Linked DNA regions of Mus musculus: regions 2 and 3 are each linked to region 1. Evidence: chromatin contacts called from public promoter capture Hi-C data. All regions are on one chromosome and are shown on one strand. The core of a region is the stretch at or near the end of the contact, and the rest is flanking DNA. Distances in the headings are between cores, read along the strand shown. Region 1 holds the start of Tmem63c (transmembrane protein 63c). Region 2 holds the start of Ahsa1 (AHA1, activator of heat shock protein ATPase 1). Region 3 holds the start of Noxred1 (NADP+ dependent oxidoreductase domain containing 1).

Region 1 (4,164 bases), core at 1,054-3,553:
TGCTCATTAGGCAGTCTTCCAAAAATTTCACAATATCTCCAAACAGTGCCATGGGTTGCAGACCAAGTATCCAAGCACATCAGCTGGATAAATGATGGTGGGCTCCATTCGAAGATACTAGGTGCTCTTGTGCAGGAAAAGCAGCTGACTTAGCCAGGCTGTTTCATTTATGCTACTGAGAATCCTTTTGCTTCTTAATATCGTTCTTGCTCACCCTAGATTAACACTGGAATTTAGCAACACAATTATAAAGACAATTGCATTTGTAGTGGTTCAGAGACAACAGTGCAGGTCAAAAGCACACCCTGACCCACAAGAGTGACAGCATCTGCATCTTCAGTATACAGGCATTAAATGCCAAATCCCCCACCAGTCATTGCCACACATCTTCACTAAGAACCTTCTACACACTCGACCCTCACCTGGTCGGCTGGTATTTGCATGGCTGGGATACCCAGTTATCTCTTCTTCCGCTGTGTCTGCCTGGTGTCTTTGTGGATCTCATTTCATTCCCCTGTCATATGATTGATTCACATTTAGCTGGTCTCTCAGCTATAGGCTTTGGGTTTTTTGTTCGTTTTGTTTTTGTATGACCTAGCAATAGCAAGTTCAATGATGGGGGAGCAATGATGACAGTCACTGTTCACAAAACATATAATTAATCCTCATGACGGACCCTGTAAATAATAAGGTCATTATTATTTACTCCATTCTACATGTGTAATTAGGAATTGCAGAGAGGTCCCTGTGCTTAGGTGGTCTAGCTGGTACCTAAGTTCAGACACTGAGGACTGTTTTTTTTCCTTTAGACCGGTGTGTGTGTGTGTGTGTGTGTGTGTGTGATACTCACAGTAATCCCCCTTTCTCTGGCAACCAAGTGCTAGGAGCAAAGGTGTAATCTATCCTGGGGGTTCTTTTTTATTTTTTAATATTTATCTTTAAAACTAACTATTTATTTTTATCTTATGTGCATTTTTATTTTGCCTTCTTGCATGTCTTGTGTTGGATCCCGTCTGAACTGGCATTACAGATGGTTATGAGTTGCCATTTACGTGTATGGGAGTTGAACCCAGGTCCTCTGGAAGAACAGCTAGAGTTCTTAACCACTGAGCAATCCCTCCAGCCCCAGCTCAAGAATCCTTAAACAAGATTCTTATACTTACCTGTTTTGTCTCCATACCCATTACCCCTTATTGAGAAGCCCGATGAGACTGTTAGAGAGACTTAGACCTCAACTAGCCATGTCTTCTTGCAGAGGCAAAACAAAGATGGGATTGAGTTACTGACCACAGTCCAGCAGGACGGCAGCAGAGGCAGGGTTAGAACTCAGATCCCAGCAGCGGTAGAATTAGTGATGGTCAAAGCTTTCCTGCGCCCTCGAGGGGATAAGCAAATGAATGGGCGGAAACACACCAGGTTACACCTCGACAGAGCCTGTCTAGATCGTCTCAGCCTTGAGCTCTCAGGGAGTGGCTGATGGTGGGGAGACAGGAACATGGCATGGGGAGACCTAGCACGGGCTGGCAAGGGTATAAGTGCTACAGGCTATGAAAACGCAGGAAGACATAGATATCTTCTTCCCCCTCCAGTGTCTCCTGGTCCTGTCTCACACGCTTCCTCCATGGTCTTTCATATTGTTAACAGCTCTGACAATATCCCACCATTATAAAACATTATTCAGTAGTGGCTCCATAATAAAATGTTTACTAAATAAGTGTGCCGGAGCCCTGGAGGGAGTTGGGGGCTGTTGCTGCCGAAGCTCTTACTTTGCATTGTGGTCTTGGGGTAAACACATGGCATTCGCCCCCAATTAAAAGCCTGTCTCGAGCCTGGCGTGGTGGTGCACGCCTTTAATCCCAGCACTTGGGAGGCAGAGGCAGGCAGATTTCTGAGTTCGAGGCCAGCCTGGTCTACAAAGTGAATTCCAGGACAGCCAGGGCTATACAGAGAAACCCTGTCTCGAAACCCCCCCCCCCCAAAAAAAAAGCATGGTTGGCAGGTCTTTGGTGAAGCCTGAGACCCACTTGAGGAGTGTGGTCCTGACAGAATGGACCGGACTTATCGCGTTCCTGTGGGCCTCCTGGGTGGGGTTCTGGTCAATTTATAAACCTTTCTTTTGTTGAAGAAGGAGTCAGCACTGAGCCATGCCCGGATATGGTCCTAGGGTGTGGCACAGTGCTACCTTGGTGAGGTTGAATGTGTTTCCTTGCTTCTGACTAGCTGGGCTAGGAGGCCTCAGAGGAGAGTTTGAAGCGTGGGAGAAGGTGGGTGGACAAGGCAGCTGCCAAGGCCCAGAGAACCTCAGTTGTTGCAAACCGCAGCCAGGGAGCGGCAGCCTTGTGCATTCGCGATGGTCATGGTTTCTGATAACTACAGGATTTCCAGGGCAGAGCCTTGGTCCCTGCTTATCTAGCCCGGGTTCCCCCACAGGTCAGAGCAGCGTTGGGCGGGGCCAAGGTTGACTCCTACTGGGAGGAGCCGGGATGCCGCTCCCGCGGTGATGCAGAGGGGAATTTGCTGACAGTCCCTTGCCAGGTGGAGCTGGCTTTACCAGGCCGCTAAAAAGAAGGAGGAGGAGGACCCACCCGCAGTCTCCTCTCAGGTAGAGTGTTGTCTGTCACTGATCCTGGTAGCCCGAGCTCCTCGCCTGGGGTTGGCAGTGGCCGTGAGGGCGCAGATGCGGTGAGCTGCCGGTAGAAGGGATGAGAGAATCCGGGTCTTGGACCAGGGAGGGGGCGGGGAGGGATAGCTTGCTTGAGAGCTTTCGGCGACCTGGGACTGGACTGGAGAGATGGTAGTAAGGGAGACTGCGCCACATGCGGAGCACATTGGCTGTCTCTCGGCATGTACCTAAGGAAGGGTGGGCTAAGACGCCCGCCCACTAGGAAGGGCCTTGGCTTAGGAGACCTGTCTTTACGGGATGCCGGAATGGAGGTGGGCGGGAGGCTTGCCTGGGGTGGGGGTGTCCCTGCCTCTTGTCTGAGTAGGTGGGAGTTCCTCTCAGGGCAGTGCCACCCCCACCCATCTAGGGACTCCCCAGGGCTCTGCTGCCCACGCAATGGGCAGGGCTGGGAGGAGGCGATCTACTTCACCGGTTCCGTGACCACAGCATCAGTGATGGATTGTGTGTGGGTCTGATTCTAAGATGGACAGTCTGAGTTTCAAGGCGGCAGGTTCCTGGGAGCAAAGGACACCACCTTTCTCTCTATATTTTTAAAGTCAGGATCTGCTTCCAATCTCAACTTGAAAGAAACTTTGGGTTTGGTTGAAGATACTGGGGAAACTGAGGTCCAGGGGTGCATTTGACTTGCCAGAAGTCACTTGGTCATTACACAAGCTGGCCTCCCAGGCATAATCTCACCACCAGCCCCCCCCCCCCACACCCTCACCCCCACCCCCGGCTGTGCGAACAGGGGCTAGTCTTGCTCTGTAGCTCCCTGATCCTCTCTGGTGTGGATTCCCACCCAGCATGCCTTTCTCCTCATCCCTGAGGACACAGGGAGTTAACAATTTCAGCAGGCTTGGGGAGCCAGAGTGGTAGACACCTGCAGGGTTCTGGCATCGGTCAGGAGGAAACTGCTAAGAACTGCTGGGTAGAAGGGGTGATGGGTCAGTTCTGTGGGTTCAGGAAAATAATGAGAGGTGGCTTTTAGTAGCGGAGGAAGTTTCTCGGTGTCTGTGCCATGTGGCAGCCTTGCTGGAGGCCCAGGGAAAGTCCCTAGGGGACCGGATGGTGTTGAAGGATGAACTTCAAGAGGCTGTGGCACTTGTTCCCAGATGGGTGATGGGGTCATCTGTGGGGATACAGTCTCAGCTTTCCTTCCTATTCTTGTCCTCTCTGATCAGTGTGCCCCCCCCTCCCCCAAGAAGACTCCATTTAATCTGCTGCCCTCCTAGTTGATTGTCTCAAGCCATCTTGTCCTCCCTTTCCCTGGGGCAAAATGTCTTTTTCTTGTGGTTAACTGAGGCAGGGAGCAAGCATTGGTATGTTAGAGCCAGAATTAGCTATTAGGCTTGTGCGCAGAGACACAGTGGGAGCAATGGGCTGTCCCGTTTCTCCCACCTGCACCCCTCAGGACAGGCTGAAGAGCGTTTATTCTCTGCTTTTCCTTCTCCCCTACTGCCCTGGCCCTGGGAGGTGAGGGTGTGAATGTCCCCTGACAG
Region 2 (4,164 bases), core at 1,056-3,555, 240 kb after region 1:
TTGTGCTTCTAAGCTCTGGGAACACTACAGCTGACTACAGCCAACAAATGTCCCTCTCTTCCAGTATGTTCTTTAAATGCCTGACATAAAAGAAAGGAAAGCAATTAAAAGCAGAATTATCTTGCCTGTATCATCAACTCATGATCATTTTATGAATCATTTGGCTAATTATGGGGCCAACTTCTGAGATCATGACCAAGAAAATATATATTAGCTAAAAGATCCCACATTATTCTCATGACTGCTCCAAAGTTAGGTATTGTTCTGCAAAACAAAACACGTTTTTCAAATTAAGCTGTGGAAGAGTAAAAATTGTAGTTTAACCCAATAAGTACCAAGATTTCCACAGCACCTGGCCACTTACTGGGCCTTGAAGTCAAAAGGTAAATGGCTCATTTCTAAGCCTTGGAGAAATGCAATCTTGCCTTACTGGCTAATAGTGAAGGATAAATAGTGTTAGAAAGCCTAACAAAGTGCTTGGCAGAAAATAAACATGTAAGGTTACATCCCGTTAGTATTTGATATAGCAGTTAGTCTGCCACTAGATAATATATGCAAAGTGTTTACCTAATCTTAATGCTACCTTAGATAAAACAAGAGAATTTTGTTTTCTGCAGTTCTGGGAACTGAGCTTCGGGCCTCCCACGTTTTAGACAAGCACTCTACCACTGAACTATATTCCCAGCCTCCAAAATTTTTGTAAAAAGCAATCTTAAATATTAAAAGAAATTCTAAACCAGGCCACAAATCATGAAGATGTGTACAGAACATAAACATGTCTCTAACATGTGTGCAAATTCATAAATAACTGTCATTCATTTGTCATTCACAACGATCCTGAAAGGTAAGCCTGGGAGATTCCCACCGACCAGGGGAACAAAGCTCAGAAGCAGTAAACATCACAACTTTACTAAATCACTTCTACTCCAAACTACAATCCAGGGTTTTTGGATCCTAGACTCTTTCTTTTCTTTTTTCACTTTTGGGAAAACTAGACAGATCTTTACAATGGTAACTAGAAATAGGTAGAGAATATGTCTAACAAACTTAGTACTTCACCAAGAATTCTTAAGACTCTTTTTACAGTAGTGGATACATTGTATTTCGAGTGACAAAAGAGACCGTGATTTACGTGGTAAGTAAAATGGTAACAATTTATAACTCTAAGAATGCTCAAAGGAAAGCGGGCTTCAACGTGATTTAAAATGCTTCCGAGATTTGATCTTATCGTCACCTGTACACTGACAGTCTGACATGGATAGGGGGACAGATGCGAGAGGACGGGAACACGACATAGGGAAAACAGGACCCGTTTAAAACACAAAACAAAACAAAACCAAAAACCAAAACCCTACAACCAAGAGGTTCCTTGCCTCAGGGTACTGTAGAAACCAGCTACTGGAAGTTAAGCTAGGTTTTTAAGGCGATGTTTGAGAACAAAGACCTGAGAGATTGGATTACAGGAGCAAGGTCCAGGAAACCACGCATCTACCACAAACACCAGAGCCTAGAGGGTGCCTGAGAAGACATATTCAGAACCAAATGTTGAGTAAGCTGCTTTGAGGCTTGCTGGAAAGCCCCATCTCGGAGCTCCCAAGAGTGGTCCCGACAGAAGAAGGTCGGAGTGAGAGTGTAAGGATGCCTCAGAAAAGACAGGGAAAGAAAAGGGTGCGGAGAGGGTGGGTTCACCTAGACACGAGGCCTAGACAGGGGCTTGGGACACCCTCACCTCTTCCACACCGAGCGCTCCTTCTCAGGACAGCGCCAGGCTCAGCCGCTGGACCAGCCTTTCTAAACAGGCTGTGAGGCATAGAGAAGAGCAGAAGGGGACAGCGGAGAAGAGTCTGAAGAAGGTGAAAGGAATACCCGCAAAGCATCCTGGAAGTTGTAGTTCCATAACCTCTATCATTCTTTCGTCCTCCCTGCGGGCCGCGAGGCTTCTGGACTAGCATTCCCAGAAATACTAGCGCATAGTGCTAGGTCATTTCCTTTACTTTCAGCATGACCTTCCGCAGTTATCGGAAGGGTTGGTTTAAAGACTACAACTCCCATCAGGCTCAGCAAGGTCGGTTTAGGGCCCAAGGAGACAATGAGAGGAATATTTTGTGTCCTAGCCGGTGGGGATTAGGATCTTGAGGGCCTAGACTTAAGAGCTTTTAAGATAAACTGAGAGAGCTGGAAGGAACGCCAGAAGTTACGGAACCTACGGCTCGGCGAGCTGGAACGGAAGTACCCGGTAAGAGCGAGGAGGAGCCGGAAGTTAAGGCTGGGAGGGGGTTGGGGTGGAGGGAAAAGCAAGCCAGGAGGTGCTGTGCTGCTTCTAGTAGTTTCCAGGCGCTGCCAGGCGGCTGGGACCGAGCGGTCCTCAGGCTGTGGCTGCGGCTGCTTGGGAGCTGGTAGCGGTGCGATAAGTGAGCTGATGGCCAAGTGGGGTGAGGGAGACCCACGCTGGATCGTGGAGGAGCGGGCGGACGCCACCAACGTCAACAACTGGCACTGGTATGGGCCAGCAAGACAGGCCGCAGGAGCACTGTTAACAGGCTAGGGGTTGGAGGTGTCTGGGACCTTGGCGAGTACGGGACCCAAGTAACCCTGGCCTGGGGTTGGGCGTGAGTCCTTTCTGTAGCAGGGGTCCCCTCCATCCCTCGCCACCATCACAGTCTTAGGGGCGATGGGTTCGACATGGACTGCTGAGTCCCCAAGGAGGAATTTCAGAGCGAGAACAGAGTGCCCTAGTTGCTGCATCCAGCCTGAGCCGGGTGATACTTCCTACACGTGGCCGCAGGCGTCCTTGAGATCCAGACCCCTGCCGATTGTGTTGGGAGTCTGCTGGGGAATTCGAGAGCTCCAGGCGCGGTAGTTGTTGGTTTGCGGGTTACAGTGAAAGCAAAAGTCATAGGGGACTACTGCCTCAGTCCAGCGTGAGAAGCTTTGGAACGTGATCTGCAGGGCACTTGGAGCTTCGGGATGCTGAACGCAATGCAGTCTCCTACCCGGAACTGTTAAGTTCTGTTGTAACAACTCCAGGTTGCCCGGCAGTCATGATTTTACAGCCTAACCGGTCTTGGAAGCTGCCTCATCTCTCAGAAATCTTCTGGAAACAAAGTTATTTGGAGTGCCACTGAACTTTACAGACATTATATTTTTTTTCCTCAGTTATAGCTTTTTGATTTTTAAATAGCTGTACTAGAAGGGCAAAGAATTGATTTTTACCGTCTTTTTTTTCCCCCTTCAACCTGTCTCTTTTTAACATTCTACTTGATGTAATTTTTCTTGTGGACTTTGTGACACTGTCTAGAGGATGTAGGATGTGTAGGGCAAAGTTTGAACACTGAACGGGACACAACACTGTTAATGAGGCTAGCATTATTGTTGGTTTGTTTTGTTTTTTTAAACTGAAGTTCTTAGCAAAAATGCTTGCTTGTCTTTGCTCTCCTGACTTAAGCAGTATGGTCACATCTTTCTTCTTGGCCAAATGGGGGCGCCATTTTAACGGTCAAGGCTCATTGTGCTAAGACTGGAAAGTATTAACTTGGTTTGCACAGCACCTCTCTTTGTTGACAACTCGCCACCCCTTTGGATTCCTAAAAGTAGCATGTTTGTGGACATTCTAGGGTAGAATTGAGAGGGTTGGGTTGTTTTCTGCCTCCTTTAACCTTGCAGTCACCTGCTGAATGAAACAGTGCGTTCTCCTCTTGACTGCCAGCCCTTAGCGCTGCTTCTGTCTTGCAGGACAGAGAGAGATGCTTCAAATTGGTCCACAGAGAAACTGAAAACCCTGTTCCTGGCCGTTCGAGTAGAAAATGAAGAGGGCAAGTGCGAGGTGACCGAAGTGAACAAGCTTGATGGGGAGGCATCCATCAACAACAGGAAAGGCAAACTTATCTTCTTCTATGAGTGGACCATCAAACTGAACTGGACAGGTAAGGCCTGCCAGGCTGCCAGGGAAGAGGTTATAGCCCCGTTGCCATAGCTCTGATCCTTGCTGGAGAGGTTCTGAGCACTGACAAACTCTTGAAGAGAGAAGACGGTGTTGCTTTGAAGGCAAGCGGCATTGGGCACTCAGTGGGACGCCAAATGAATTTATCTGCTTGATCTCGTCAGTTCCATCATTTGTCTCATGAATGAATGATTTTTAAAAGGGGGGGATGTTTCTTTTAGCTT
Region 3 (4,164 bases), core at 906-3,405, 210 kb after region 1:
ATCAGGTTGGAGTTGCCCCATCAGGTCCTCCTTCCTAATAGTGACTCCTGCAGATGACTCCTTAAACTTTAGTCTGTGAGGTAGTTCTGGTCTACACTGTTTCACCCTACTGTGTACACAGTAAACCATTCCTCCTGTTCTAGTCTGAAGGCAGAATACATGTTCCACAGGAATGCACTTTTCCTTTCACTTTTTGGGCAGTGAGCATAATCCGGCCATGTTGCAAGCTCAGAGCTTGCTTAGCCTTCCCTCAGTACTCAGCAGTTGAGGTAGAAGCACAACACACCAATTCACTTAAACTCTCACAATAGCATGGAACCTGCTACATGATTTCGGGGACTATCTCATTTTTATACCCACAAAAAGAAATCCTATTTGCATTAAGCCTTGACTCCCCACTCCTCTCCAATTCCAAACTCCTGGAACCACTATTGATTCCTACATACAGATTTACGTAGTTCAGATAATTCATAAAAATAAATCGTACCATTTGTCACCTTTTATGTTTGGCTTCTCTAGTCCCCTCTTACAGAAATGGACACAGCAGGATGTCACATTCTTGCAAGTGATGTTTCCTGTTCTAAATGAAAGAGGAACTCAAAAGCTGCCAGACCTGTATGACTAACACAGCATCCTGCAGATGTCAATTTTAGACACACGTTTGTACATTCTTAAAAATGGAGATTCAGTGTTACAGCTTTGTAACATGGCAACTTGGTTAGACCAAAATGCTTTCCAGAATCCCTTCCTTGTATGTTTCTGGTTAGAGAGTACCACAAGGGATGTTGTGAAGAATCTAGCATGTGGAAATAAAATAGCAGCCAGTTCCTGTTTTGAGTTGCGATGCCACATTGTTACTTACCTGGTTGGATGTCTTGGTGTCGTTCAGTAGCTAGGCCTGTAACTGCTCCACCTGCTCCTGGCCTTCCTTATGGGGCTCACTCCTGGGCCAGGTCATATTCAATTCCATGACAAAGACCACCAACTGTTCCTGCAACATATTACTCTACTGAGGTTTCAGGCATGCATCCTAGCCTCTGTGCTGAGTGGTTTTATGTAAACTTGACACAAGTTAGAGTTATCTGAAGGGAGGGAAACGTAAGATTCAGCTATAAGGCATTTTCTTAATAAGTGATTGATGGGAGATGGCCCAGTCCATTGTGTGTGGTGCCATCCCTGGGTTGATGGTCCTGGGTTCTATAAGCAGGCTAAGCAAGCCATGAAGAACAAACCAGTCAGTGACCTGTGCTCCTTCATGACCTCTGCTTCAGCCCCTGCCCTTAGGTTTCTGCCCTTTGAGTTTCTGTCCTGACTTCATTGATGAACAGTGATCTAGAAGTGTAATCTAAATAAACCCTTTCCTCTCCAATTTGCTTTGGTCATGGTGTTTTATCACAACAATGGTAGTCCTAAGACAGTAACTCTCAGTTCTAGCCAAGCCCTGTGTCCCTTTATAGCTATCTTTCCTCTCTCACCTCTCTCCCTGAAAAATTCAGTCTCTCACCAGGCACAAAAGCAACTGCTTTATACAGAGTGTTAGCCGCCATCTTGACTGGGTTCACATCCCTGTAACAACGTATACCAGGAGGTTGGATAGATAACTATCTACACCCTCAGTGGTTCTGCTTCTCCACTACATCTGATACTGTAACAAATTAAACCCACTTCTTCAACAGTAAGAAAGGACACAGAGGAAAGTAATCAAGTATGAGGCTACCTGGAAATGTGGATGACTGCAAAATGCAGATCCCTTTAAAGTAGAAATCTTTATCATCTCTATGCATAGTGTGTGCGCATACAGACATGTGAAGGTCAAAAGACAATTTATGAGAGTCAGTTCTCAAGTTCTACCATGGTGGGGTCTAATGATTAAACTCGGGTCTTCAGACATGGTGAAAGGCACAGACACCCCCCCCCCAAAAGTAGGATTAAACACTGCTATTACTAATGTTTTTGGCAGGATAATTCTTGCTGTGGGGACCTGTCCTGTGCGTGACTGGGTATTTAGCAACACACTCCCAAGTTTGACAGTAAAAAGTGCCTTCAGACATTGCCAAATGTTTCCTGCAGCTCAGATGTTTCCATGCCTTTAGCTAAGCCTAGAGCATGCTGCATGCGGTGTACATTACCTGGTCTCCTTCCCCTTCACCCACTTGTCAAGAGTGTAGAACGCCAGTCAGACTTCGGTCCTACTTTTCTACAGATGAAGATGGGTCCACAGAACAAGGGCCCTCTCCCTAGCACTAGTTTGTCAGCAAGATTGCTGAGGCAAGAACTCAGGTCTTCTGTGTCTTGTACTAGTGCTATTAACCATATCCTCCTGCCTTGCTGGGATACTGTGACACTATAATGTGATGACAGGCTGCTGATAGTCAGAGGTGCAATTACATCATCATTATGGACTAAGTAACCAGATGGGGAAGAGGAGGCACAAGGAATGCAACAGTTTTATTAGGAGTGTAGGCATGTCAGGGAAATCCTGTTCAGGGAGGCACAGGGCAGAATGGAACACTGCTCAAGTCCCCAGCAGGCTAACAGGGCCTCTACGGAGATATCTAAACAAGGTGCTACTTGTGGCTGCTTCTGGTGAAATGATTTTTGCCTGAAAGAGCGCTCCAGCACTGGTGAATCTGAATTCCATGTAAGACTGTGTCTGACACAGAAACAGAAGACGTGCTGAAGCAGATGGCTCACCACCTGGACAGTGTGCAGGTGTCAGAGGGACCCTATATCCCTCACACGTCCCTACACAAAGTTGACAGGGACAGTGCCGTGACAGCAGGTAGATACTGGCTGAAGGTACACAATGTGTAGGAAGTGTCTGTCATTGATGAGTGGCCCTGTGTCTTGAGAACTTGGGTCTGGTTTCCAGCAGGTCCTGAGCAATACTGATATCCCTTTCCGAGGCCCCTGAAGAGTCAATTTAGTTCTGTTCTGACTCCTTTAGAGTGAAATGCCTATGCCCAACACCAGGTTCTGGGTAAGAACAGCTGAAAGGACAGAGGAATGTCACTGCCACCCCGAGACACTTGTGGCTTAGTCCCGACGTGTTTCTGGAGTGGTCACTTTTCTCTGAGCACAGGCATCTTGCCCAGGATGGGCCCCCACCTTTCCACAGGCACCGGTGCAGAGCATCTTTCTTGAGAGTCCGAGCCTTTAGCTACTGGCCTGTAAGTAATGTCCCCTGGACAGATCAGTCTGAAGATACATGTGCTCAAAGGCTGGTTTCTGTCCCTAAACCAGCAGGCACTGCCTGTGAATGACAGGCTCACGTGTAGAATGCTGTGACTCTCCTAAGAAGAGAGCTCTCTGTTTTCATAGGCAGAAAGAAAAGTAAGAAGCGAGGAGGCTTCAGGGTAGCAAAGGACCCTTAGTTCTTCCATCGAATTTGCTGTGAAGAAAGCAGACAAGGAAGGCATGATCAGTTGTCACTTACCACTACAGTGAGGGAGAGGAGATGAAAATCAGAATGGGATTGGGACTGTTGAGTTCTTTTGTCTGTTTGGGGCAGGGTGTCTCTATGTAGCCCAGTCTAGCCTGGAACTCAGTGTATATTGCAGTCTAACCTCAAACTCCTGATCTTCCTGCCTTAACTTGCAAGTGTGAGGGATTGTGGACATGCACTAGCAAAGAATCAGTTTTTAACTCTGTGTGTACCGAGATCAACCTTACATATCAGATGCTATCTACCTAGTTTTTTGAAATAGGCTCTTTTACTAGCCTGGAACTTGCCAATTAGGCTGGGCTGACCAGTGAGCCCCAGAGATCTGCTGCCTCTGCCTCCCTAGTGCTGGGAATTCAAGCACATGCCATGTGTCCAGCCTTTATGTGGGTGCTGGGGACCAAACTCAGATCCTTGTGTATACATGGCAAGTACTTTATTGATTAACCATCACCTTAGAAGATTTTTCTTTTTAGCATGTGGGAGTTCATTTATCCAGAGAAAGATTAAATACCTGTTCTGTATTTTACAGATTGCCAGTTTAGAGCATTAATCTGGCTTTGCCCTCCTTAGTGCTAAGATTCACTAGTATTAGGTGACTAAGCACAGGTATCAAATACCTAATATTAAATTCTATGCTAATGAAAAGCTCAGTGATTTCATACGGATAACCAGGACTTTTGAAATAGCTAATTCTATTTCATTTTCTTATTTCCAACAGG

The links. Capture Hi-C pulls out chosen DNA fragments and counts their contacts.
Region 2: a promoter capture Hi-C map of adipose tissue shows a contact between it and region 1. The contact joins the promoter of Ahsa1 here to the promoter of Tmem63c in region 1. A contact is called at or near these places in 2 of 39 promoter capture datasets (the C10 cell line and cranial neural crest), 2 of 115 datasets of contacts at active chromatin or transcription factors (both in embryonic stem cells) and 2 of 9 other capture datasets (adipose tissue and liver).
Region 3: a contact with region 1 is called in a promoter capture Hi-C map of adipose tissue. The contact joins the promoter of Noxred1 here to the promoter of Tmem63c in region 1. A contact is called at or near these places in 2 of 39 promoter capture datasets (second pharyngeal arch cranial neural crest and stem cell-derived epiblast-like cells) and 1 of 9 other capture datasets (adipose tissue).

Annotation. Positions count from the first base shown.
Region 1 is chr12:87,023,989-87,028,152 of GRCm38.p6, forward strand. It overlaps Tmem63c (transmembrane protein 63c), which reads left to right and starts at 2,304. Exons shown (of 24, transcript NM_001361704.1): 1 at 2,304-2,602.
Region 2 is chr12:87,264,423-87,268,586 of GRCm38.p6, forward strand. Ahsa1 (AHA1, activator of heat shock protein ATPase 1) reads left to right here and starts at 2,306. Exons shown (of 9, transcript NM_146036.2): 1 at 2,306-2,499; 2 at 3,733-3,923. The coding sequence starts at 2,420. It overlaps Vipas39 (VPS33B interacting protein, apical-basolateral polarity regulator, spe-39 homolog), which reads right to left and starts at 1,864. Exons shown (of 20, transcript NM_001142580.1): 1 at 1,730-1,864.
Region 3 is chr12:87,236,446-87,240,609 of GRCm38.p6, forward strand. Noxred1 (NADP+ dependent oxidoreductase domain containing 1) reads right to left here and starts at 2,156. Exons shown (of 8, transcript NM_027744.1): 1 at 2,130-2,156; 2 at 863-991. It overlaps Vipas39 (VPS33B interacting protein, apical-basolateral polarity regulator, spe-39 homolog), which reads right to left. Exons shown (of 20, transcript NM_001142580.1): 20 at 2,430-3,391. The coding sequence ends at 3,371.